4 separate regions of the Sus scrofa genome follow, and all the other regions are linked to region 3. The links are chromatin contacts, called in public HiChIP or PLAC-seq and promoter capture Hi-C maps. All regions are on one chromosome and are shown on one strand. The core of a region is the stretch at or near the end of the contact, and the rest is flanking DNA. Distances in the headings are between cores, read along the strand shown. Region 1 holds the start of CDKN1A (cyclin-dependent kinase inhibitor 1). Region 2 holds the start of SRSF3 (serine/arginine-rich splicing factor 3). Region 3 holds the start of MTCH1 (mitochondrial carrier 1). Region 4 overlaps LOC102161912 (a long non-coding RNA gene).

Region 1 (3,195 bases), core at 277-2,776, 280 kb after region 3:
ACATACGCACACACACACGCGCGCGCACAGGCGCGCGCAGAGATCTGGTCTCTCCACCTTATCTCCACGCCCAAACCAGGGGATGAGTCAGATCCCTGGAAAATAAAAATAGACGGGAGCAACGAAAACAAAACCGCTCGAAAGTCCTCCCCGAAACGCAACGTGGAGGAAGGGAAGGAGGGAGGGAGTTGCCTAGACGGCCTAAAGTGCCAAACCCATTTCCAAAATTCTTTTCCGCACGAGGAGGGCGCAAGTGTCCCCCGAGGGCCCCCGGACCCGGCGGACAAAACCGACGCACGGTAGTCCTCTCGCGGCGGCGGCGGCGCCCGAAGGGAGACTCGCCCTCCAGCTCCGCTCAGCCGGGTCACCCTCGGAGACGGAATTCTGGACTAGGCTGGGGTGACTGCAGCCCACGAATGCAGGTGAAAGAGGCCCTGAACAGTGTCGCACCCTGAAGCCCCATTTCTCAAAGTCGCGACCCCTTCCTGCCTCCCACCCCGGCGGGGGCTGCGTATCCCGCAGCGCAGCGGAGCCGGCCTCGGTTCTCGCCCCTGAGTCCACACGCCCGACCCAGCTGCAGGCTGGGCAGGGGTTCTCTAGGAGGCGGTGCGAGAAAGTTAGGTCCGGCCTTTATGCTTCTCGAACTGACAGGCACAAGCCCACCCATCGCGGGGCCGCGACTCCAGGTCCCCGAGGGTGCGCCGCGGGGCGGGGACCGGAACCCAGTGGTGGACCTCCCGGCGTCCCGGCTTCCCTGGGAACACTCTGTGCCAGGCAAATAAGTCACTGTGCTGAAGGGGGTCAGAGACCATGGGGACGCAGGGAAGGGGACTTCTGGGGGAGCCATGGTCTCCCAGCGCTGGCGGAGTTCTGACCTCACCCAGCCCGTTCCTCCAGGGTCTTCTTGTCACCGAGAGTCACCTCTTTGCTTACCCCTAAGGGACGTGTCCCGACACGTTCCCAAGGGCTGAGGACAGTCCGCGCTGACCTCAGCGCCCAGCCTATTGGCGGACACGGCAGCGCTAGGGACCCAGACCTCGGGGGTCTGGGCTGGGGCCTCACTGACTGGATCCAAGAGCCACCGCGGAACGGATCTCAGATGAACCTGCCCTGCTCGGCGTTCCACGCCCCTCCTGGAGCCCTCCGTGGACAGGGCTTCATCCCCACGCCTTGACCGCGCCAAGCCGGGCGCCCAGGGCGCACCCACGGTCCGGTCCAATACTTCCCTGGCCCCAGCAGTTTCAAGCGGAGGGAGCCCGGCGAGGATCCTCGATATTCGTGCCCCCTCTCCCTGCCCAGAGCCTTCCGCACATCCCGGCCCCGGTCCCAGGCGCACGTACAGACCCCCGTGTGCGCAAAACCGAGACCCACGCACAGACCCAAGCACGCCGTTCACCTGTGAACACAGCACATACAACGCCCCCACGGACACACCCACGGAGGTGCGCCGACACGCACGCGGACACGCTCTGCTCAGCTCAGAGCCGCAGCCGGGGATCCGCTCCTGCCTGCCCTGGCTCCCTCACCTCTTCTGAGGGTCGGTGTCTCCGAGAATCCGCGCCCAGCTCCGGATCTCCCAACTACCGACTCTGGCAGCTGCTCACACCTCAGCTGGCGCCGCCCGGCTCAGCGCTCATAAAAGGACTCGGGAGGCGGGACCTGATGCTCCGCCCACAGCGTGCTAGGGACCGCCTCGCACCAGGAGGACCCAGGCTCTTGGCGGCTTCCCTTGGCTCAGAGCTCTGATGCCAGCCTCGCGAAGTCACTTCCCTCCTCCCCATTCCCGAGTCTGTACGCTTGACACATTCTCCCGCCCCTCCTCCCGCCCCAGAATTGGGCCCCAAATCTGTTTTTTTGTTTTTTGGGTTTTTTTTTTGTTTGTTTTTTTAAGTGGGGAGTGAGTTGGCATTCTCCTTCAGGTGTCGGCATCGTGGACAAACCCCCTCTCAGGTCCACTGCCGACTGCCTCTGGGCAAAGATTTACCCAAAGCAGCTGAATAGACCACAAGGGGTGACATTAACAAATAACATCCTTTACTACTACTACTACTACTACTACTACTACTACTACTACTACTACTACTACTACTACTACAAGATACACCTGGCTTTACAATTCCCAGAAAAGCCTCACTATACCACCACTATTCCCACCGGTCCCTCACTACACTACCTCTCCCCATCACTGAGGCATCCAGACATCCCCACCAAAGCATTCTTGGAGGCCCTACAGGATTTAATTCCCTTTATTTCACAGATGGGAAACTGAGACCCACAGAACTAAAGAGGTGAAAAGCTGTTATTTGTCAAATGCCCCAGGGAAGGAAAGGACTGGGGACACTGCTAAGAAAAGGGTCTCCAAAGGAAAAGGGACCCTGAACTAGTCTTCCTCCCCCCTCCTCCTCACTCCCTGCACCCACCTCCCTCTCACCTCAGCAGAAGAAAGCTCTGTGATTGCAGCAGATTTGATGGCTAGGAAAGGGATTTGGTGGGTGGGTTATTTCCTGGATAGTCCCCACACAGCCCACATACACCGCTGAGAAACTGAGGCTTGGTGGCCTGACTCAGGTAAAATAGCAAATGAATGGTGACGGTTGGAACATAAGCCTTTTGCCTCTCACTCAGAGCTCTCTGCTCCTTGTCCTCTCTATTTCAGTGGCTCTAGAATGAGGGAAACCCCCTGCACCCCTCATTTCCAGGCAGTATACTGAGGTGACATTGTTGAGAGACAATTCTGGAAATGTCCACCTGTGTTTCTGAGAGATACAAAAACCAGTGAGGTGCTTCCCCCCACCTTCACCCTCCCAGCCCTTCTTGAACCTCACCTTTTTTCCTCCCCTCACCAAAAACATTTACACCTTCTGCTTTTAAAAAATAACATAGAACACAGTGTTCATCTAAACAGAAATCCCACTAAAAAACAGAATCCAGGCTTGGAGCAGCTACAATTACTGACATCTAGGGCTGTTCAGTGTCTTGAAATCTCTGCCCGGACATGCCCAGTCTTCTTCCTCTAATGCAGCTGACCTCGGGGAGGACAGGCCTCCCTCTCCTCTACAGCCTGGGCAGGAGCCCGGGCAGGGGTGGGAGGGGACATTACCAGCCCCCCTTTCTGACCTGATATTCGAGTCAGGCCAGGATTGCAGCCAGAATTCAAAAGCATCTCAAAAAGGCCGAGGGACCTCTGCAGCAGCC
Region 2 (3,286 bases), core at 521-3,020, 350 kb after region 3:
GAATTCAAAAACCGAAAAAAGGTAAAGGCACTACCCTTGAAACACCCCAATCGTTGCCAATAACCACCTGGAAGCCAAGCTGTGTAAGAAAATAAAAAAAAAAATCACCTCCCAGAGAAGTGGAGGGAGGAAACAGTAGGGGAGCATATGCCACAAAATGGGAACTGAGAGACTTAAACCTATTTCAGTTATCTGAAGGGGGGGGAGGAACAACTTTGAAAAGTAGGATTAAAAGCAAAACCTGGAGACTACAAAACAAAATGACAAGTGAAGACAAGACAGCAGTTAAGGCTAAACCACTAAAAAAGTGATAGTAATGTGCCTTCACAAGCCAAAACTTTACTCAAGCAGGACAAACTTGTTTTTTAAAAATATATATCTTGTTCTACCCTCAACAGCCGAAAGGTGTTAACCCAAATGTCCAGCAACAAAATGGAGAAGCAAAATTATTACCCATACAATGGAGTATTCAGGAACGAGTACCCATAAACATGGACAAAACGTGAAAGCATGCTAAGTTATAGATATCAGACAAAAAAAATACACGTAATACCATCCCATGTATGTGAAATATCCGAAACGGGTAAATCCAGAGACAGATTAGTAGCTACCAGGGGCTGCGGGAGAGAAAGGGGCAGGCCAAAAGGGTAGTGGCTGCTTAACAGTACAGGTCACCTTAGTGGGTATAATAAAATGCTTTAAAACTAGATAGAGGTGATAGTTACACAACATTGTGAAGGTATCGAATGCTTCTGAATCGTGCACTTTAAAATGAATGTTACATTAACTCCACCTCATGGGGAAAAAAATAGATTATTTGTTGTGCAAGAACTTAAGGCACTTTAGTTTACATTTGAAAAACCTTCAATACTAATAAAGCCGCCTCAGCAACGAATCTAATCAACTTGTAGATTACATACGAAAAGCAGCCTGTCCAAAAACTCAGCTTAAGGGCTTTTCATAAACACGTTATCCAATTAAAAAAAAAAAAAATACCCGCCCAGACACATCCTATTTGTGTGACCCCGCCCTGTGCCCAGAAGTTCCGAGACCAAACCCATTGTTGGTGAATTAATCTTTCCCAAAAACTTTACCCTGACCAGTTTTAATGCGAAGCAGCTATAAGAACAATACAGCTCAAGAAAGATCAGCTTAAAAAAAAATAGTTATTGGATTCAGGCTGTAAAAAGTGAAGTTAAAGTAACACGAAAATGAAAGAAAGTAGAGAAATCCTCAAATATGGATCGAAGGGTCCAGTCTTGAGTAGTGACTTGAAGAAAAAAAATCCTAAGCCGCTACTTAAGGAAACGTGGGCAAAAAGAAAAAAAAGGCGCCATAAATTGAATGGCCGCGATCTAGAGTACAACCGATTACCGATACCCCCTTTGCCTCAACTCGAGCAATCTCACTTCCCGATTCAGCCCCCCAGGGAAGGGTTATAAGCACCTCCACTTGGAAGCCTGGGTGCCTGCTCCGGGGGGCCGGGAGCCCCCTCCACCGCCCCGTGTTGAACGTCACAAAATGGCGGCAGCGTCTCTTTGTCTCAATCTGGCGCCGCCATTGGGCCTGGCCCCACCTCGGTCCTGTTAAGGCCCATTTCCCACCTCATTCCTTTAGTCGCTGGGTCTCTTACCGAGATCTTAGATTAGAAATGCGAAGACTCAAATCCACGCACCCGCGGCTGTCTCTTCCCACTCCCCTCCCGCCTGGCTCCAGCAGATACTCTCCCCGATCCGGCGTCCACGAAATGGCGGACCAACACCGTCTCCTCGCCTGTATTTATAAGCCATCCTGGAGTCACATGATTGGACGGGTTCGCCCAATGAGAGGCGAAGAAGACCGTGACGTAATGGCCACAAACGCTGCGAGAACCGCGGTTGCTGAGAGCCTTCTCTGGTTGTGCTGCCTCGTCGGTGGAGACGCGCGCAGCCGTCGTGCCTCAGGGCCAGAGCTCCCTCGGTGTAATTCTCCTGTTGCCGAGTTCTCCTCAGTCACCTCTCCCTCATCTCCAAATAGCCTATTAATAGGGATTTAATAACATCATCGCCGGTCACACCCAAACACTGATAGAGCCTTTTGCACCCAATAAGATTACAGTATAAAATGAGTTCATTAATTACTGCTCCGCATGAGCGGTTAGGCAGGAACTGAGACCATCACGTTTACAAACGTGCTTCGGAGTTGCTCCCAAGGTCACGGGGCTGTTTGTGAACCCGCTGTCACCACACTGTGCCCCTCCGGGTCCCACACTTGGGGAAAAGCCCAGTCACGGAAAGTCGGCCCAACTCTGGCTGGTCTGCCACCTCTCACCCAAACTGCACGATTTGGCAGAGACGATGGCGTCATCATTTTGGACTCTTGAAATGTTTAATAGAAACTCAAAGGCAAATGAGACGGGTCAGGCCATCCAGAAAGTATCGCATTTAGTAACAGTATAAAAGGAAGTTCCTGAGGAGATTGAATTCGGCACCCCTCTCCTCCGCAACGAATACCAGTCTGTCTTCTGGCAAAGGCTGTTGTACTGACCGGGGCTCAGAGGTGGGGGGTCTATGGTTCACTAACACCTTCCTCTCTGCTTTCCACTTCCTCTGAAAAGAACTGAGCCACGAAATTAACTATTGGGAGAGAAATACCAATGGTTTGTTAGAAAAATCACCAAGATCTTCCTCTCTGGAACAGTGAGTTCAGCTAAGAGGGTTGCCTGGTTTCCTCCCCTTTCAGTGGAGTCTGACTTACTAACGTATCTAAATCTGCTCTCAAGAAAAATAATAACTTGTATTTTTCCACCAGTAGCTGAAAGATATGCCAAACATTCACTGCTTTCCTTTTCCCAGATATTCTCTTATTGTGGCTCTAAGAAGTTTATCTATCCATGTGGGGTGGAGACACGACTTACTGTTTCTGAGTTTTCACACCTGTAAAAAACGAGGATTTCATACTGGCAAGGGAAGAGGGAGAATGGAAACTACATTTGTTGAGCCAAGCCCTGAGCTGGTCTTACCTGGGTTTTTCCCAGGTAGGAATTCTAGCAAAGCTTTTCTCTTCCTCTTCTTTCCTTCTCTAAATGTTTTTCTATTCTGGCTTACTTCTATTTGCTTTGATTTGCTCCTCTCTTCCTGTGTAAGCTTTTCTCCTCTTTTTATTTCCTTCTATCAAAGCAAAGCCATTGAAGTCAGACAGTCCTATATTTGGACCCACAGTACTGCTGCTACTTACTGCTAAAGTGTCTGGAGAAATATCCCTTACCATCTCAATATTAGTTTCCTCTCTGTAAAATGGGTAACTA
Region 3 (3,060 bases), core at 406-2,905:
CATATGGGTTCAATCCCTGGCCTTGCTCGGTGGGTTAAGGGTCTGGCATTGTGGCAAGCTGCGGTGTAGGTCATAGGTGCTGCTTAGACTTGGAGTTGCTGTGGCTTTGGTGTAGGCTGGCAGCTACAGCTCCAATTTGACCCCTGGCCTGGGAACTTATATATGTCACACCTGTGGCCCTTAAAAAAAAAAAAAAAGCACTCCTGAAGTTCCCTGGTGGCTCAGCAGGTTAAGGATCTGGCATTGTCATTGTAGCAGCCCAGGTCACTGCTGTAGTGCAGGTTCAATCCCTGGCTCAGACTTCAACATGCTGTAGGCCGGGCCACACACACAAAAAAAGTGCTCCTAGGGGTGGGAGGTAGGTTTGATGAAAGGTGTATTTGAAAGGGTAACACTTGAAAGAGCTAGGATGCTTTACAGTGTTCCAGACCAGAACAAACTTGGGTTAGTGAAGCCAGGGTAGGGGCGAGACCAAGGGGACAGGTAGACTGACAGGATTTGAATGTGGAAAGTATACAGAGTATTTGTTGTCAGGAGTAATGGGGGGGGGGGCTTTTAGGCGGCAAGAAGGGCAGACTTCAGGAAACCCGGACTAAGCCGTCAGAAGGTAGATGTCTATTCTGAGGAACCTTCCCACAATGAACACAGGATGAGTACAGACAAAGGGATCAGCTCCCCCATGGCTGTGTCCCTCCCAACTCTAGGGTACTGGATTTCTTTCCATTTAAACAGCTACTTTTCTTTTGCATCTCCACAACTAACTAGCAGGTTTTAGGTGTTGTTGCAGGGGGAGGGCACGCTTACAAACATGAACAGGGCACTTGCTGGAATAGGCAACTTCTTCACAGGGCTGTTGTGAGGATCATACTAGAGTTGACATGTTGCAAAGCACTTTTAAAAACGTCTGGACGTAGTAAATGCAATTTAAGAGCCAATTATTATTCATTTTTATTAACTAAAGATTAGACTATCAGAGCCTAACACAATGCCTGCGTGTGCTCATGCTGACTAGTTAAAACCTTCACATCTAGTGAAGGAGATACGCAAGCTTAAACTGGTTAAAACCTTTCCATCTAGTGAAGTAGATACGCAAGTACTTTTGAGCAAACGTATTTTCTAACCAGCAACTGTGAGGGAGGTTGGCGGAGGCTCAACTGCAAAGCAGAATGACCACAACTGCCGAGGGGGCAGCCGGATTTGGCCTGGGGGGGAGGGAAAGGGAGTATGCCGAGGCTGGAGAACGCGGAGGGGTTCGGCCAGCAGCAGGAGGCCGCAGGACTGGGATCCGGGCCGCAAAGAGTCGGGTCCAGAACTGCGGACAACACTCCGAGCCAGGGAAGGGGCTTGCAAGCGCCTCAGACCAAATTGAGGGCGTTTGCGGAGCATCCGAGCACCGCCCCCGCCGCTCTCCTGGCCCCCCGGGGGAGCTCCCGCGCTGGCGGCGGCCTTCACGGTCTCTGAGCCTACAGTCTGGGTCGCCCGCAACCACTGACCCCCGGGCCACAGCCCAGTGCAGAGCCAGGCCCCAACCCCGACCCGGGGCCCACAACTGGCGCTTACCGCCAGCCGTCCCACGATGCCGCACACCCCCGCGGCCGCGAGTGGTGAGGCCCGGCCCCACCCCCGACGCGCTTAGGGGCGGTGCGCCCGCCCGTCACGTGACGGGGGAGTGACCTCGCCGCCCGGCGCCATGGGGGCTTCGGACCCGGAAGTGGCGCCCTGGGCTCGCGGCGGTGCCGCGGGAATGGCGGGAGCCGGAGCAGGAGCAGGAGCTCGCGGCGGAGCGGCGGCGGGGGTCGAGGCCCGGGCTCGCGACCCGCCGCCCGCACACCGCGCGCACCCGCGCCACCCTCGGCCTGCGGCGCAACCCTCCGCCCGCAGGATGGACGGCGCGTCCGGGGGCCTGGGCTCCGGGGACAACGCCCCGACCACCGAGGCTCTTTTCGTGGCGCTGGGTGCAGGAGTGACGGCTCTCAGTCACCCGCTGCTCTACGTGAAGCTGCTCATCCAGGTGTGGAGCCAGGGGCGTCTTAGGGAGGCGGGGGCCGATGTGAAGGTGACAGGCCAGGGTCTGGAGAAGGATGGGGGCGGGGGAGGCAATGGCGGTGTATTGAGGAGAGGGGCGGGGACGGCGGGTTGATGCGCGGTAGGAGTGGGAGAGGAGGAAAGCGGCAAGTGATTTGAGGATGCAAGGGGCATGGGTTTGGGGGTGCAAGAGAAGGGGCAAAAGGTCAGCGTCAGATTTGGGAGAGAGGAAGGAACGAGGTGCAGGGGGAGGGGACGATGGAACGGATGACAGGTTTGGGAAATGAAAGAATGGAGGCGATGAACTTGCACTAGGAGGGAAGGGGCAGCATTTGGGGGTGAGGAAAGAAGCAACGATGGGGGGGGCGGGAAGTTTTGGCAAATGGCTGAGGAGGAGGTTTGGGGGCCAAGGCAGAGTATTCAGAAGATGGGCACATTTAAGGTGAAGGGAAGCAAGAACTCTGGATTTAATAGAGATGGACTTACAGTGGTTTGGAGGAAACAAAGGACTAGAGAGTCTGGTCCAAACGTTTAAGAAAGAAAAAGGGGCATCAGACTCCGGGGAGGAGGGGACGGGAGCATTAAATTTAACGGTGACAGAATTTGGTGCGAAAGGGCGGAGGCAAAGGATTTAACACCGGAGAGCTATCGTTTTAAGGAGATGGGGGCTCTGGACTTGATGGCGACGGCAGATTTGATGGGAGGAGGGGACGGTGATGACGTGCCTTGGGGGAGGGGAACAGATAGGGCGACACGGGGGCGGGGGAGGGGTAGTGGAGGTTTGTCTGGAAAGGGGAGCTAGGAGGAGGCTTTTGGGGGGAAAGGATGACGCATTTGGAGGAGAAAATTGAAGTCATGGTTGGGGAGGGGTATGGGCTGAAGGGTTACAGGCAAATTGGAATTGGGCAGAAGGGGCATTTTAAGCACAAGGTGGCAGGATGTGCAGGGGCTGGCAGAAAATGAGACCAAGGTAGGATGTCTCTGGAATGGAGGCATGCAGGGGCGGTTGGCATGTTTGGGGGGACCAGCAGTGCC
Region 4 (3,302 bases), core at 469-2,968, 330 kb after region 3:
TTGCTGGGAACTACTTTTTTTTTTTTTTTTTTTTTTTGCTTTTTTAGGGCCTCATCTGTGGCATATGGATGCTCCCAGGCTAGGGATTGAATTGGAGCTATAGCTGCTGGCCACAGCTACAGCAGCACAGGATCTGAGCTGTGTCTGTGACCTACACCACAGCTCATGGCAATGCTGGATCCTTAACCCACTGATTGAGGTCAGGGAATCAAACCTGTGTCCCCATGGCTTCGTTACCATGAAGCCATGACAGGAACTCCCAAAAAGCACCCTTTAAAAGTGAGGGAAAAAAAAAAGGAGGACAAAAAAAAAAAAGGGAGTTCCCGTCATGGCTCCGTGGTTAATGAATCCAACTAGGAACCATGAGGTTGCCGGTTTGATCCCTGGCCTTGCTTGTGGGTTAAGGATCCAGCATTGCCATGAGCTGTGGTGGAGGTTGCAGACGTGGCTCGGATCCCACATTGCTGTGACTCTGGTCTAGGCCAGCGGCTATAGCTCTGATTAGACCCCTAGCCTGGGAACCTCCATATGCCACAGGAGCGGCCCTAGAAAAGACCAAAAAAAAAAAAAAAAAAAAGTGAGGGAAGGAGTTCCCGTCGTGGCACAGTGGAAGTGAATCCGACTAGGAACCATAAGGATGCGGGTTCAATCCCTGGCCTCACTCAGTGGGTTAAGGATCTGACATTGCCATGAGCTACAGTGTAGGTTGCAGACAGGGCTTGGATCCTGCATTGCTGTGGCTGTGGTATAGGCTGGCAGCTATAGCTCTGATTCGACCCCTAGCCTAGGAACCTCCATATGCCATGGGTGCGGCCCTAAAAAGCCGGGGGGAAAAAAAAAAAAGAGCGAGGGAAAAGCCCAGAAGGACTTACGTGCCTGCAGACCTTAAGACGGTGCCAACCCAGTATCCTTAGGAAAGCAAAACTCAGGGATCCAAAAACCCTAAGTGAGTTATTTATGCACAGTCTGCCCACTCTTAGGACTCTAGGACTGGGGAGGCTACAGAATACGAACTTCAGTGGGGAATCGTTAAGTACCTGAAGTCATCATGAAGCAAATATGCTATTATAGGCACAGGCTTCCTGCACACATGGAGCCTTGGGGGCAGGTGTCTGAGACTCTTCTGAAGTCCCTCCTGGTCCTGACGAAAGTGCTGGGCTTGGACTCAGTGGCTGTGGGTTTCAAACCTGGCTTAACCTTCCTACTATCTGCATGACCTTGGGGGAGGCACTTCCTCTTTCTGGAATTCAGTTTCCTCTTTTGCAGAGTGGGGCCATGATATCACCTCTCCAACACCCCCAAGTGCAAATGAAGATACTTCCCATTCCAAGCACACATTGTAAAGAAAACAGGATAGAAAAACACAGAAACCAGAAGCTATTGGGTCACTTTCTTCCTTTTTTGTTTTAAGTTCGTTCTCTAATTTTTCTACCATGTCACAGATTACCTTTGAATTAAAAATGAGTAATTAAAGGAGTTGGAGTAGAGCTAATGTGAATAATGATGAGCCTGGCAACTTTTAGGGCTTCCTCTCTGCCAGGCAGCTGTTGAAGCTTTACCTCAGGTTTTGTCCCAACCAGCCTAGAAGGGAAGTAGCGTGGCTGCTACTTCTCGGCTGTGGAGACTGAGTTCCCAGAGAGGCCAAAGGCTTTACTATCACGAGAGGCCACAGTGACGTGCCAGGAGCGGGTATACAGTCGCATAGCAGTTTGATCAAGGTCAGTCTTCCAACTCTGAAGAAAGCAGAACCTCTCCTTCTCCTGCAACGTGACCACACGGCCTTAGAGACAAGCCTTTCCCAGCAGAGCAATGCTGTAGGAACCTGCTTCTGAGGGACCTGCTCTAGGTCAAGGTCAGGTTGATTAATAAATAACAGCCTGTTCCATCCAAAGTTTCCAGTGTATGAACTTACTTTTTTTTTTTTTTTTTTTTTGGTCTTTTTGCTATTTCTTGGGCCGCTCCCGCGGCATATGGAGGTTCCCAGGCTAGGGGTCCAATCGGAGCTGTAGCCGCCAGCCTATGCCAGAGCCACAGCAACGCAGGATCCGAGCCGCGTCTGCAACCTACACCACAGCTCACGGCAACGCCGGATCGTTAACCCACTGAGCAAGGGCAGGGCTCGAACCCGCAACCTCATGGTTCCTAGTCGGATTCGTTAACCACTGCGCCACGATGGGAACTCCCTGAACTTACTTTTAAACAGCATTTGTTGGAGTTCCCGTAGTGGCTCAGTGGTTAACGAATCCAACCAGGAACCATGAGGCTGAGGGTTCGATCTCTGGCCTCGCTCACTGGGTTAATGATCTGGCGTTGCCATGAACTGTGGTGTAGGTCACAGACACAGCTTGGATCCCAAGTTCCTGTGGCTCTGGCGTAGGCTGACGGCAGCAGCTCCAATTGGATCCCTAGCCTGGGAACCTCCATATGCTGTGGGTGCAGCCCGAGAAAAGACGAAGAGACAAAAAAATAAAAAATAAAATAAAAAGCATTTGTTTCTGGGAGTTCCTATCGTGGCACAGTGGTTAACGAATCTGACTAGGAACCATGAGGTTTCGGGGTCGATCCCTGGCCTTGCTCAGTGGGTTAAGGATCCGGTGTTGCCACGAGCTGTGGTGTAGGTCGCAGACGCGGCTCGGATCCCATGTTGCTGTGGCTATGGTGTAGGTCGGCGGCTACAGCTCTGATTAGACCCCTAGCCTGGGGTCTATGCTGCAGGAAGCGGCCCTAGAAATGGCAAACACACACACACACACACACAGCATGTTTCTGTATAAAAACATTGCTTGCTTCTCTTCAGTGGCAACAGAATACATTTTCTAAATAAAAATGCTAATATACTGGGAATTCACTTTGTGGCTCATTAGTAATGAACTCTGCTAGTATCCATGAAGCTGAGGGTTTGACCCCTGGCCTCAATCAGTGATTCAGGGATCCAGTGTTGCTGTGAGCTGTGGTGCAGGTCGCAGACACAGCTCAGATCCCATTGATGTGGCTGTGGTATAGGCTGGCAGCTGTAGCTCTGATTTGACCCCTGGCCTGGGAACTTCTATATATATGCTGCAGGTGCAGCCCTAAAAAGACAAAAGACAAAAGCTATTATACTTTGATAAGAAATGTCTTCTAATGATGCTTTTCTGAAAAAAAAAAAAAAAAAAAACAAATTTCTAAACGCCCTACCATTTGTAAGCAGATTGCTTCTTTCAAAAGGCAAATGCTGATAAATAATACTTTTTAAATCCTGGGGGGATAGGTAGCCCACCTGTTGTTCTCTCCCACACTCCAGAGGCACCATCTGTTACCAG

What was found. Promoter capture Hi-C pulls out the DNA fragments that hold promoters and counts their contacts. HiChIP or PLAC-seq counts read pairs in DNA pulled down with a chosen protein or histone mark.
Region 1: a contact with region 3 is called in an H3K27ac HiChIP or PLAC-seq map of alveolar macrophages. The contact joins the promoter of CDKN1A here to the promoter of MTCH1 in region 3. A contact is called at or near these places in 1 of 5 promoter capture datasets (liver) and 1 of 2 datasets of contacts at active chromatin or transcription factors (alveolar macrophages).
Region 2: a contact with region 3 is called in an H3K27ac HiChIP or PLAC-seq map of alveolar macrophages. The contact joins the promoter of SRSF3 here to the promoter of MTCH1 in region 3. A contact is called at or near these places in 1 of 47 Hi-C or Micro-C datasets (liver) and 1 of 2 datasets of contacts at active chromatin or transcription factors (alveolar macrophages).
Region 4: a promoter capture Hi-C map of liver shows a contact between it and region 3, with 4 times the contacts expected there. The contact joins the enhancer-like site here to the promoter of MTCH1 in region 3. A contact is called at or near these places in 1 of 5 promoter capture datasets (liver), 5 of 47 Hi-C or Micro-C datasets (embryonic fibroblasts, liver, omental adipose tissue and 1 more) and 2 of 2 datasets of contacts at active chromatin or transcription factors (alveolar macrophages and skeletal muscle).

The regions. Positions count from the first base shown.
Region 1 is chr7:32,353,107-32,356,301 of Sscrofa11.1, reverse strand. CDKN1A (cyclin-dependent kinase inhibitor 1) reads right to left here and starts at 1,526. Exons shown (of 4, transcript XM_013977858.2): 1 at 1,397-1,526.
Region 2 is chr7:32,287,948-32,291,233 of Sscrofa11.1, reverse strand. It overlaps SRSF3 (serine/arginine-rich splicing factor 3), which reads right to left and starts at 1,770. Exons shown (of 6, transcript XM_021098646.1): 1 at 1,634-1,770.
Region 3 is chr7:32,634,170-32,637,229 of Sscrofa11.1, reverse strand. MTCH1 (mitochondrial carrier 1) reads left to right here and starts at 1,655. Exons shown (of 12, transcript NM_001244167.1): 1 at 1,655-2,011. The coding sequence starts at 1,691. It overlaps LOC110261512 (a long non-coding RNA gene), which reads right to left and starts at 1,659. Exons shown (of 2, transcript XR_002345692.1): 1 at 1,561-1,659.
Region 4 is chr7:32,307,172-32,310,473 of Sscrofa11.1, reverse strand. All of the region lies in intron 3 of LOC102161912 (a long non-coding RNA gene), which reads left to right. Among named protein-coding and RNA genes, the nearest start is that of SRSF3, 19 kb to the right of the region's middle. Within about 2 kb of position 1,718, at least 15 of the 83 cell types and tissues checked have an H3K27ac peak or open chromatin away from gene starts, as enhancers often do. A contact at or near this core is called in alveolar macrophages and liver, where this site is marked.